Linked DNA regions of Sus scrofa: region 2 is linked to region 1. A link is a contact called in public Hi-C data. All regions are on one chromosome and are shown on one strand. The core of a region is the stretch at or near the end of the contact, and the rest is flanking DNA. Distances in the headings are between cores, read along the strand shown.

The links. A called contact is a pair of places that touch in the nucleus more often than the background predicts.
Region 2: a Hi-C map of liver shows a contact between it and region 1, with 4 times the contacts expected there. The contact joins the enhancer-like site here to the promoter of LOC106507881 in region 1. A contact is called at or near these places in 1 of 5 promoter capture datasets (liver) and 5 of 47 Hi-C or Micro-C datasets (heart right ventricle, liver and skeletal muscle).

The regions. Positions count from the first base shown.
Region 1 is chr9:129,576,255-129,582,806 of Sscrofa11.1, forward strand. LOC106507881 reads left to right here and starts at 3,802. Exons shown (of 9, transcript XR_002336008.1): 1 at 3,802-3,967; 2 at 4,258-4,393. It also overlaps a transcript of PROX1 not described here.
Region 2 is chr9:129,611,949-129,618,500 of Sscrofa11.1, forward strand. The region is part of intron 3 of LOC106507881; the gene reads left to right. Among named protein-coding and RNA genes, the nearest start is that of PROX1, 43 kb to the left of the region's middle. Within about 2 kb of position 2,278, at least 2 of the 83 cell types and tissues checked have an H3K27ac peak or open chromatin away from gene starts, as enhancers often do. A contact at or near this core is called in liver, where this site is marked.

The DNA.
Region 1 (6,552 bases), core at 2,552-5,051:
TTTTCAGGGAAGAAGTTCAAAGGAACACTGTCGTGTGATGGAGAAAGTGGTTCAATGCTCCACTTTAAGAAAGAAGTCATTTGGGGAAGGGCAAGGAACTTTTATGCATCTATCTGGAGTCCAGATTCTGGACAAAGAAGTGCCCGCTGTGGTTATTATTCACATAGTTCAGTCGAATCTTTCAGGAGATGGGGAAGTGGCAGGGTGGCATGGCTTCCTGCTTGGATTATTCAGATTATTGGTCCTTGTTGACAGAATGATGTGAGGACATTGTCGAAACCTCGCCTTTACTTCTTTTAGAAAACCACCTTTGAGTGGGCCTCTGATCTCCTTGGTTCAACCTGGCTATGAAATCTCAAGTGGAATGACACTAACAAAGAACATTGGAAATCTGTCTGGAAATCAGAAGTTCAGAAGGGAAATCAGATGATTTCATTTAGGAACTCCCCACCCCTGCCCCCTACCAAGCTGTCTCCTTTGCTGTATTTAAAAGTTCATTTCTGCCAATTAGCGACTTTTCCTTTGGAGATGTTTCGGCTTGCTGTCAGGTTAAGGAAGCCTTTGATGTTTATTGTGAAGAATCCGCTTGATATTAGCGAATGCTTAAATTAACTAAGATTGCATTTCAAAATCTCCTATCAGGCTTTAATATTTCCTATCATGAGAATTCTCAAATCATAACCATTTCACTCAAAATTCCTCCCTTCCATCAAAAACTCCATACATTTTCTGCCTGCAAAAGGAACACAGAACATTTACAGAGACAGGCCTAAAATATTCATTTCTCCTTATTTAAAAAGCAGTAATTCACCAAATTAGTAAATAAAAAAAGAGAGTGAGAAATAACTTCACGAAAAAACACACTTTCTGAAGAGAACGGAAATACTCTATGTGTCCTTTGAAGCTTTAGAAAACACCAGGCAATAAGGTTTGAGAAATTCCTTATGGATACATCCTTTCCCATTTATCCAGGTACATAATGAAAACCCAATAAGAATATATCACGCACAATCCATCTTCATATTCTAAAATCAGGAACATTTTATAATCTTTTGTTAATCCCAAACCTAAAAAGTCCTTCCATTACCAGTCGCAGATGCAAAACAATGCCTAGAAGAAATTCGTGCAAAAAGGCCTATTTCACTTTGAACAAATCAAGAGCAAGCCTGGTAGCTAGGTTATGTTTTAGGATTGTAAGGGCTACTTATCAAGGAAAGATGCTGGGGAATGAATAAAGTGAGAACAAAGATGCATGACTTTTTCCCCACAAGGTGGTGATTAAACGAAACAGAATTCTGCATCATGGACACATAAAAATATCAGCAAGTGCCAAGCACAGATAACCCTTATTAAAAATAAAGCAAGGGAACATATCCCTAAATGACATTTTAATTACAAAAGAACTTCAAAAGCATGCAAGCAAAGTACTGGGAGGAACTTGCACGTTTAATTTGAAAGAATAAATGACACATACTCTCTCATTTTCATGAAACAATGACCATCACCCCAGCCACCAAACCAACCAACAAAAACCATTCGCCACCTAAGCTATTTCTGTGCCACTCAAGAAGGAGCCTGTCTAACGAAAAATTTTAAAGGTCAGATTTTAAGAATCCAGATACACTGTTAACCCAGAATTCTCAATAGCTTCCCTCACACGTGAAGCCACGGTCCTTACCTTCGTCTGTGTCACCACGGCAGAGCCAGGTCCATGTTGTCACACATGGACAGGGCAACCAGATTACCCCCTCTCTCTTCCTCACCACCCACAGCCCATTGCGTTTGGCAAAGGCTCAGAAGTTCTTGCAAGATACTCTTCAGAGACCTGGCTGCCTGCATCTTGCATCAAATAGAAAAGCACAGTTTTCCTTCCCCATCAAAGTAAGAACCAGGACATCTGGCACATGTCTGGTACAATGACAGGCTCATTCTACTTTACGAGCGTATTTAACATATGACTTGAAAGAGTTCATGCACACACCCATTCTTTCTGGGCAGGGAAAAAGCAGCACGCTAAAAAGATAGGCTTTCACAACAGTAACACTTTCAAACTGACTTTGGTATTCTTGGCAGTTACACACACCACCCATGGATGTCCAACACCACACAGACACACACACACACACACACACACAAAAGACTGCTCTCACCACTCCCCCCAGGCTCTCCCCACCCCCGACACCCTCACAGACCTGGGAGACAGGCGCAAACAAGAGGGAAAAGCAAAGAGAAAGTCAATCTCTCTCCACCTGCTGCCTGAAGTGGGGGTACTTTCAGCTGCCTGGCCGACAGGAGCCTGAGACACAGCCTCGGCAGCAGCCTGCCAACATCCTTAAGGAAAATAAACAAACACATACCAACTTGTCCCCCCGCCCCCCTTCCAAACCAAAGAACTCACATGGCAGGGCTCACAACATGACAACAGCCCAGTTCCCATTAGTCTGGACAATCCTATTACCCAGGGCAACCATAAATTCATAAACCTCTGCAACCCTGGAGCGTGCACTGTGGCCTGGAACTGTTCAGACGCACACAGACACAGAGGAAATTTGCACCTGTCTTTCTTGACACAACACACCTGTCAGGCCCTGCCCATGTGCAGACTTGGGCTAATAGACCTCTGCCTAGCGAGGGTAGGAAAGGACATTTATTTTTTTGTAAAAGAAGATTATAGATGGGTGGGGCGGGGGGAAGAGCTAGAGAAAAGACTTCTAGCCTTGACTTTGAGAGAAGGCCACCCTGTGCTCGCACTGTTTTTATAAGCTCCAGGAGACAACGCAGACCTTCTTGGAAAAATAAAAAACAGGCAGGTGAGTTCCCAGCCTTCCCCCAGGCAGAGTGGGTTCTGGATTGCCAAGAACAGCAGTTTCCCACTCCAACCTGCCTCCTTGGGCTATTGAAGACTGTCGCTCAACCCCTCCTCCCAGTTCTTCCCTCCGCCTGCCTGGAGGACTCTCAACTTCCGAAAAAAGCTCAAAAGTGGCGGGAGACCTGAGAGTCTCTCTCCAAAGCTACTCCCCTTTACCTCCCTCCTGCCCCCCTCCCACCTCACCCCTCCAACCCACAATCTCCACCTACGTACAGTTTTAACCGGAGGAGTAAGTGGCGGGCACATCAGAAGAACAAACAACTTGCTAAACTGGGCTCTGGGTGATGTTTTCCCCCGGACTTGCCCTCTGGTCCCCCTCCTTGTCTGTTCAGGCCAGATAGCAGCGCTTCCCGCCCCCTCACTATTCTTCCCTGTAACAATCACCCTCACCTCTGCTCTCCTCCCTCTCCGGCCCTCCGAAGTGGGGCAGAACCGTAGGTACCACCCAGACCCACCAAGATCAGATCCAAGCAGCCCAACCAGCCGCGTCGACTGCCAGCGATGACTGTGAGCACATCCGCTGCCCCCACCCGGACCGCGATCCTTCTGTCCCCCCGCGGCGCTCCGGCCCCAGCCCCTCCACACCACGCGACCCCCTGAGGCTCCCGGGGCCATCTTACCCCCTACGCAACTTGACCCAGCCCCTGGGTCCTGGGAGCTCGGGAGAGGGGCGCCGCGCTCGTTTCCCGGGACCATCTCGCCACTGCTCCAAGCCGCATTTCAACATTTCGCCTTCGACAGCGGTCGGAGAGGAAAGTAATAGAGCGCCCCCCTCCTCCCTCTCCCTTCCTCCCGACTCCCTGGCCCTCTGCTGGGGTTAAAAAGGAGAAGTGAAAGGTATGCAAATGACAAGCAAATTGGAAGAGCCTGGAAGAAAGGCAGCTCTAATAAACAAGACAAAGAGAAAGGACGTGGGGACTGGCCCAGGAGTTTTCACCCGGGGAGATGGGAAGGATGGAGCTGGGAGGAGAGCGGGGACCCAGACGAACAAAAAGCAAGCCGGTCCCCCTCGCGGTCCTCTCTCCCGAGAAGAGAGGGCGAGAGAAAGAAGGAAAGGAAGCAAACGCCTCCTCACCCCCCAGAAACAGTACACAAAAGGTGACAAGATCAGCGACAAGTCCAGCACTCTCAGCCTCCCCCCGCCGCCACCACCACCCCCAAGCCGCCAGCAGGAAAGAGAAAGAAATAAAAGCCAAACGGATCACTTACTCTTAGGGACTGGGAGGAGCGGAGCGCTGAGTTCCACTGAGGCTCCAGCTTAGAAACTGTTTAGAGGCTATTTTATTAGGATTCATTTCAAGAGCACCATTTTATCCTGGGGGGGGGTGGGGAAGAGGTTTACACGGGGCTGAGTAACGGGAGTCTCTTTTCTTCTCTTCCCATTCAAGAACAAGCCGGTGCAAGTGATTCTGGAAAAGGGGAGGGGACTCGCGAGGGGAGAAGATACTTACGCGGTGCAGAGAGCAGTGGGACCGAGCCTTTTTTGCAGGCGGAGAGAGGAAAACACACGCGCGCACACACACGGTGAGATCTTGCGGGTGATGAATATGATAATTGGACCAGGGACGGTGGGTCCGTGCGGGAGCGCGCGAGCGGGCCGAGGGGGAGAGGGAGATGGGACAGCCAGAGCAGGATGGCCAGGGAGAGGAGAGGGGGCGAGGAGGGCAGCGAGGAGAGGGGAAGAGAAGAGGCGAGAGGAGGACCGCCGAGGATCGGAGAGAGGAGGAGAGGGAGGAGGAGGAGAGGAGAGGAGCGAAGCGGAGAGGGAGCGGGCGGACCCGGCGAGAGCTCTTTTGCGCCGCTCTGCTCTCCCCGGCTGCAATGGTGTATTATTTCCGAGCGCTCCCTCAGCTGAGGGCTCCGCTCCACAACAAGATTTACTTTAAGACACAGCTGAAGGAAACAGGAAGACTGCACGTCACAGTCTGACTGACGTACCCGGCCCCAGCACCCAATCGCGAGGCGCCTTCGGATTCAAGGGGGGATAGCGAGGCAAGAGAACTTGGGAGGAAAAAAAAAATATATAAAAGGGGTGGGGGTGAGGGGCTGGGAGGAGAGGAGGGGAGAGGGGCCCCGCGCTCCCCTCCCCCGCCTCCATGCCCGGCCCCCACCCTCACCCTCGCCCAGCCGCTGCTTCGGGGCGCCGGGATCGCCGCGCCGGGGCCGGAGCGAGCCATCTGCGGGCACTGTGCAAAGCGGGCGGGCGACCGCGCCAGCGCCGCTCGGCTCACGATCGCTCTTCCAGGACGCAGGTCCTTTTTTTTTTTTTTTCTTTTCCCTTCATTTCCCAGATACCGCTGATCAAGTTGGCCGAGCCGCCGAGCGAGTGAGCGCTCCTCGGACAGGGGTGCAGGAAGGCACGGAAAAGTGTTACTGGAGAATAAGTGGGGGTTTGAGGGGTGGGGATGGCATCAGAGAAGGGAGTGGGGCTCCTCAAATCCTTCCACTTTTTAAACGATCATAGCTAGTATCAAGAATACGTGTCATCCTCCCTTCCTTTGAAAGGGGAGGTGGACAATAAAATACAGGTAGGTTTGGGATGAAAACAATAGGTGCTAGAGGTTTCACGCCGGCTTTATTGCATCTGATATTAGAAGACCAGTTTTGGCTGAATCCTAGTCAATCTCCGGTCAAAACTGTTAGGCAGAAGAAGATTTGTCCTTGGTTACCTCTGACAGCGTTGTTTGGATTGTAGGTACAGCAGCCTTTATGGAAAAAAAAAATGTTGCAAACATTACCACACGATTACCGCTCAGTAACTCACTCACCCCAGAATGATCAAAGAGAGGGGTTTCATCGAGGATTTACACAGTTTTGACGCCTAGGTAGCAAACTTTAAAGTTTCCTGGGTAAGAAATTTCAAACGCTTAAATTTCGGGCTTCTAAGTCAAGCCATAGAAAACTCACTTTGGTTTGACATTTCTTGGACGAAAAAGAGCCCGCACGATTTCTTCAGATAAGGTGGCTCTTAAAGAACTTCTTGGGATTTGCAAGTTGCTATCGCTAAAGCGCAAGCTTCCAGCGGCAGCGAGAATGTCTCTTTCCCCGGGAACAGTAAACGGCTTTTAATAAAGCCACCGCGTTTATGACCTAAAGATCCTATAAAAGCTAGGACTTGCAAGGGCTGCGAAGCAGAAACATTCATACCTAGTCAATTAGACACTCCTTTTTTTGGTAGGATGGAGACAAGTGTGTTTCGTGTGTCCCTCGAATTTAATTAGATCAAAGGTTGAATCATGTTGCGCCTGTGACGACAGGATGTTTATGAAGTGTGTTACAAGTACACTGACCGACCACGACCACCATCTTCTGCAACACACACACACACACACACTTTTTCTAGGACATTTACAATTTCAGTCCCAAATTCATCAAACTGTGAAGAAGTCTAATTTTGAATAAGAACAGTGATGCTAATACATTAGTTCGAGTCCTTACCCCGTAGGGAACTTTTGGCACGGGATTCAACCATTGAGAAAAAGAAAAAACAAAGTCAGGCCGGCCTGGTTAGGTGTTGCGGATAAGAAAAAAAGACTCGCTTGAACACCCCCAGCCTTCGTTTCTCCCCTTTCACCGCCTCCAAACACTCCCTCCACCCCATTAGGGAAACCACAGAGACGCTGGCAAACACACCACCCATACTTCCAATAATCGACTATTGTATCAAGTGTTCTAATCGGGAT
Region 2 (6,552 bases), core at 1,028-3,527, 34 kb after region 1:
CCAGGGCCACCAGGAACCATTTTCCATTCTCCAAATCTCATGAATTATTTCGACATTCCCGATAATCACATTAACAGGGACTAAAGTTTTCTTCTCATAATTAGGCTTCTACTTAGAAGGTAGATCCAGTTGGAAGCATTAACATCATAATGGGCCTTTTTCACACAAAATGACGATGACTGAGAGCAGATCTTTTCTGGAAAACAGGTTTTGATGAGGGCAAGGTGGCGATTGAATTTGGGACAAAGGTAGCTCACCGCAGTCTTAAAGCCCTGGATTCAGAAGTAGGACATCCTACCCTATGGAGAATCCAAAATGATCCATTGACGTGCAGAAATCTTCTATTTATTTGAAAAGAAGATATTAACTCTTCTCTTTATTTTAATTTTAAATTTCATCTTAAAGGGTTTTTTTGTTTGTTTTGGCATGTGTATTTTTTTGAGGCACACAATACTGAAATACACGTGTACCTTGTAAGTAAAAATACCCAGTTTGGATATGCCTCACGATCTTTTTATTGGCAGAGGGACGTGATCTAAAAAGTTAGAAACCACTGCTTACAAAGAATGAATGTGAATGAGGCCCTCACGCTGCTACATGGAAGAACAGGAAATGGTTACAGAACAAGTATTTGCAACCTCAGAATTCTGACTCCAGTTATTCCTGATTTCAGTTCATTGATCAATAGGTAGTTTACTAACCCTCAACCTGACGCAGGACAGTCCCTTTTAAGATGTGGAGAAATTGCTCAATCTTAGGATGTTGACCGAAGAAAGTAGATTTTAATCATGCTTTTTTTTTTTTCATGTTGTTTTCTCAAGGGTCCCATGGGAACAGAAAGTTTTGAGGGTGTTTACTGTTTGTGCAAGATGACTGGTTGGGTAAAGAAGTCCAAAGTTTATCATCTGCAGAACAAATAAAGCCTGGGCAAAGGTAACTGAAATGAGCATCTCCCATCTTGTCCCTTCAGCATGTCTAAGGGGATGTTTGCCCCAAGGATTGCATAACCGAGAACCAAATCCATGCAAGTCACACGGAGAGGAGGTGCCTTTTAGACTCCAACCCGTTAAAAATAGTCACTGACGTCTATTCTTCGTGCTTTGATAGGCAGTTGATGGCGGTGCCTGTACAAAATCATTAAAAAAAAATCTATTTGTGGGTGAGCTCCTTCTAACTATCCAGGTATTACTTGCCCAACAACATCTGAGGGGCTGAATTAGAATTGCTTTCTCCTTCCCCAAAGGTAGACACAACATGGTGCTAGGCAAATGCTGAAAAAAGTTGACTAATCCAGGGCTCATCTGGACTTTCGGTGGTGGTGGTGACAAGTGACAGCAAGGACACCTGGACTATTTTTGTGATGACCCCATGGTGCTCACTGACGAGTATTCAAAATGGACAACGTGGAGTGTGACGCTTGGCTCTCTTTTAGAAGAGAACATCTGGGCATAAAGGTTGATGGAGAAGTGGGGATGTGGTTGGGTGGTTGAGCGTAAGAACTTATTGGGAAAAAATGCTTTGGGTCTCAGAGAGCCTTACTGACCAAATATTTACTTAATCATTCTCATTTTTTTGACTCTTTGTTGCTGTTTTTGTTGGAACGTGATGTTTATAAAGCCAGTCAAAGACGCATTTTATATAGTACAGTCATGCAGTGTGATAATAAACGAGCAGAAGCCAATTATGGATAGAGGCTAAGTAAATGACAGAGTTGACCTTTCATTGCAAAATTAGGTTTTGCAGAGTTTTATACACTTTTTCCAAATACGTTTATCACCCGAAGACTTTTGCTCAAATAGATATTTAAGAGAGGGTTTGAACATTAAGAACAAAGCCATCAGATGGAGCCTCTCTGCCTCCTTTTTGGATGGTTGAAAAAAAATTCTAACAGAACTGATCATATGTTGTGGGAAATGCACAGAGAATTGCCTCTGTCCATGTGAGTGTATGTGGCTATGCAAGGTAACAACTAAAACTCGTTAGTGTCCAGAGTGTCCAGATAAACATAGCATTTACTGTATAACTTTTTAAAAAGAAAGAAAAAAAAAAACCCAGTTTTCCAATATGGAAAAGATACATTCCCATATCTGAAGCCTAAGTCATATGCTATGACCTTGATTTGAAATTTCACTCATGACCAGCCACCCACGTGGAAAAACTAAATGCAGTACCCATTTAGTGTAGATATTTGCGAGTCCTGAAGACTACGAGACATTGAACTGGGTGGTCAATGGGTGTGTAGACTCTGGACTCTCAAAGTCCAGGGCAGACAGTTATCTTTCTGAGTCTGTAAACTTGTAGTTTTTCCTGAAAACAATGACCTTTGGAGGGCCCACCAAGCTCTAGGATTCCGTCAGCCACCTGTCCAGCGCTTCCCACGCTGTGTGCACCGTCTCTTCTCCCTTTAAAAAGGAGCTCCTTTCGGAGAAAGGTTGGGAACTGGGAATGTGTGCATGTTGAGAGGAAAAGTGAGCTGCATGGGGAGAGATGATGGAACAGTTTGTGGTTCCAAAATAGCCTTGGAAACTTGCAGAGGCTCGCAGATGAGCCAATGGATAATAATAAAAACAATAGTTCTATACCCAGGGACACGAAGGCATTTGGTGAAGAAGATGACAGAATGGCAGAGAAAACGGGAGGGACAGAAGGACCGAGCCGAGAGAGCCAGAGCGAGGGTGCACAGGAGGCGCACGGCTGGCGGGCTGCAAGCTCAGAGGGCCTGCTTTTCCAATCTGGCACGGAGCTTGATGAGTCTGTTTATTCAGCTACGGTATCAGACGTTCCCTTTTCCTGCCCGAAGAAGTCCCCTTTGAAGAACTGCTCTGCTGGGGAGTAGTTTCCCCTTGGACGGGCTACTCCTGTTTTCAGACCTAAAGGAAAAGTGCTGGAAAGGCCACAAGAATGTTCTTTAAAGCGATATTCCAGCGCCACGTGAGGGGAGGATGAAATAGCAGTAAAAAGATTTATTTCCTGGTTGAGGTATTTTTTTCCCCTCTCATGTGAATTTCGTGCTGCACAAAGGTGTCACATGAATGCGACGGGGGTCAGATGTTGTTGGGTTCCCTCCAGACCTGTGTGGTCCGGTGGAGGCTGGGGGTTGGGGCGGGGAGAGGGCAGGGGCATCTCAAGCTTCTGTAGGCCTGGAGTGAGGAAGGCACCCCTGCGAGAGGCAGCGGGCATTCACTAGCACTGCCATGCGAGCCCTGCAAGGCTTTACCTGCAGAGGACTCAACGGTGGTGAATTACCAAGAGGACCAGCCTCTGCCTTCAAAGCAGAGCAGAGCCGAGAAGTTTCGGGACTTGGGAGACAGGGCTCGTAATCAGATCGGGTCATTCAGAAGTTGACATTTTAAAAAAATTTGTAAATGATTTTTATTTTTTTTGATTTTTAACTCTGGGGTTTGACGATGAATTTCTTCGATTTCAGTGCCTCTTTTTCCCTTGCAAAGAGGGTTTTCCTCTCGCTCTCACGTGGATCCTGTGAACTAGCTTGGGCAAGACGTCAGCTGTCTCAGTCTGCCTCCCTACCAGAGGGTCTGGCCCAGCGAGAGATGGTTCCCCAGCGTGTTATGGGCAGGGGCACAACGGCAACCCAGGGCACCTGACTCCTGGACCAGGTCTCTGTTCTCTGTGGTCTTGGGACCTGTACAAAGGGACGATGGGAGTTGCCGAGAAAAAGGCAGGTGACCTTCTCCGTCTCCTCCCAGGCCCATAGAAAGTTGCTGGGACTTTGAAGCCAGTGCTTTGCTGTGCCCGACCGTGCTCTCCAGGACTGGCCTGAGGGAGGAGATTCAAAGCGAAACCTTCAGAGGGGAAGCTCAGATTCTAGTCCCTGTGGCTGCCCAAGCCTCTGGTGGGTTTGTTTGGTCTTTACCTGCACCGCATAAAGCAGGAGTTCTCCAGAATGAAAAGGGTCCTTTGATCCATCTCTGAGATGAACCCTTTGAGCGAGAGATGCCACTTCACGGCGAGGCCTGGCTTTCCCGGGGAGGGGATGGGACCCGCACTCTCCCCCTGACTCCCTTTTGAGACCCTGACTCATGGGGAGGCTCAGGGTCTGGGAGCGAGGCTCAGGCAGGGCTTACGGGAGGATTAAGAGAGAACCAGCATTTTCTTCCGGGCAATATGGGTTTGTCTGCCAGGGCTCTGGGGAGAAACCAGAAGAGGGCTCGTTACGCGCTGCCTCTTCTGCTTTGATATACGCAGCCTTGTATTTTATCTGTTTCTGGGTGTTTGTCTCCTCTCTACACGTAGAGCTGAAGTCGCTCGACATTGAGCCGTATCTTGTAATTATTTGTATCCTCTGAGGCTTCCTAGTGCTTAAAATATCTGATGCGTGAATGGGAATCCATTTCCAGCCACCCCCTTATCCCACCGTCTCTCCGCCTGTGGCTTGAATCGGAACCACCTGGGAAACAGGCACACGTACTTTGAAATAAGGCCTGAGCTGAATCTCACGTGAACCAAAGTTTAAGAATTGTTGCTTTATCCCTTTTCTCCTTGGCTTTGAGAGCTCTTGGTGACTTTGAGCAATGCTGTAACCACAAACACAGTCTCAGGTGTGTGGAGTGTTTTCTGATGTGCAAAGCTTATTTCTCATGTGCGTCTCATTGAATCCTCCTGGAACGGTCGAAGTTACTAACAATGAAGTGGGTTCTTTTCCCACTCACTTTGCAGACGAGGAGACAGAGGCGTGCTGGTCTTTGACTCGCCCGGCCCGTTTGTAGCAGGGCCTGTGTTCATCCCCAGGCTTGTGAGTCCAGGTACCGGGCTCTTGCCCCGCAACCCTTGCAGCTCCGTGCCTTTGCTGGCATTGCCGTTTTTTGTTCGAAAGTGTTATTATTCCTGGAGTTCCGTTGTGGCTCAGCGGTAATGAACCCGACTAGTATCCATGAGGACGCTTGTTTGATCCCTGGCCTCGCTCAGTGGGCTGAGGATCCTGTGTGGCTGTGGTGTAGGCCGGCAGCTGCAGCTCTGATTTGACCCCTAGCCTGGGGACTTTCATATGCCACGGGTGCGGCCCTCAAAAGACCAAAAAAAAAAAAAAAGAAGAAGAAGGTGTTTTTCCTGATGCAGCTGGCTGTCCACACAGCTGGGGACAGTTACCGTGATAAAGATATGAAGCCGGGAGAAGCTAACACTGTCTGTATTCCTAGCGAAGCCTGGAGTAGGCCAAGCAGCTAAGGTAGGTAATGAGATATCCTCTCATGCAAATATTAGAGTACAGAATTTTTGTTCATTATTTAATTGGAAAAGCAGAACTGGGTACCTGGTAAGAGGTAAGTCAAAGGCCGGTCTGTGTGTTGGGTGACCTGTGCTCTCCCGACTTCCTTTTACTGGGAATGGGGAAGGGCTAGGAAGCAGGCCGAGCCCCTAGAATTTGCTGTGTGACCGGATTCCCAAGGATGAGCAGTCCAGCTCTGTTGAGGCTGGCTGTGGTAGAGGTCTGGGAAGTTCCCAGCTAGGGCCAAACAGGTGCCCGAGGAAGAAGGGTGGGCCCGTGGAATGCTGCCAAGGTGGTATTCCTCTCCCTTGATTTAAAGGGTCCAGAAGGCTCTAGCGTTCACTTGGCACTCAAGGGGACCCATAGCCACACTTGGAGAGGCAATATAGTGGTTGCTGCAGGGCATTCTCAACAGAACTTTCTGGATGGCTGTTTGCTCATTGGCGAGTGGCAATATGCAGACAGCCGTCAGGAATGGAGTCTCATCAACTGAAAGAAAAGATGGGCCTGAAACTTTTGCTCGTGCTCAATTCTCTTCCACCCAGCTGGGGAAGGAGCGCTTCTTTCATCGTGGAGTAATAGATGATTGATTTGACTGTACCCTGATTAGAAAAGGTTTCATTTTACTTGTGCATGGTACATGGAATTAGTTAAGGGTTGCACAGGAAAAGAAGTGATGGACTATTGTTCACATTAAATTATAATGACAGCCTTCCTAACCACTGTGTATTTATTATGTAAGAAAAGAAAATGTCTGGTAAAATTCTGTATAGGTTAATAACACCTTCATAATATACTCCTTCTTTTCTATTGACTTGAATAGCCCTCCTACTGACTTTTAATGGATTATTAGAGTTAATTACATCAATTGCAATATAATTGATTCTTAAATACTATGTAGAAACCTCATACAATTATGGAAAAACAAAAGTTATCTAGACATCTCAGATCAAAAAAGATTTGGAATTCCTGCACATTTAATTTCTGATAATCACTAGTCAGTTTGGACATTAAGATTGCATGGTGTCCTGTTTTCTCTTTGCTAGGTTTTGACAGAGTTGATAGTTTTACAACATTTAACTCAATACGCATGGAAATATAAGATTAAAGCTGTGAATGCAATTTTTTTTTTTTCTAAAAAAAGATCACATCATGGCTTAAAAGCTAAAATGTGTTACCTGCCTAACATTGACAGAAACAAACTCAAGGGAAAAATCAAAAGTGGATTTGATGTTGAGTTTTAGAAATCTCTTCTCCACAGGTGTAAAGATTCCTGTGGGTCTTAGGGTTTGTTACCTGAGGGCTTTAAAATATGACAAGGGGATGAA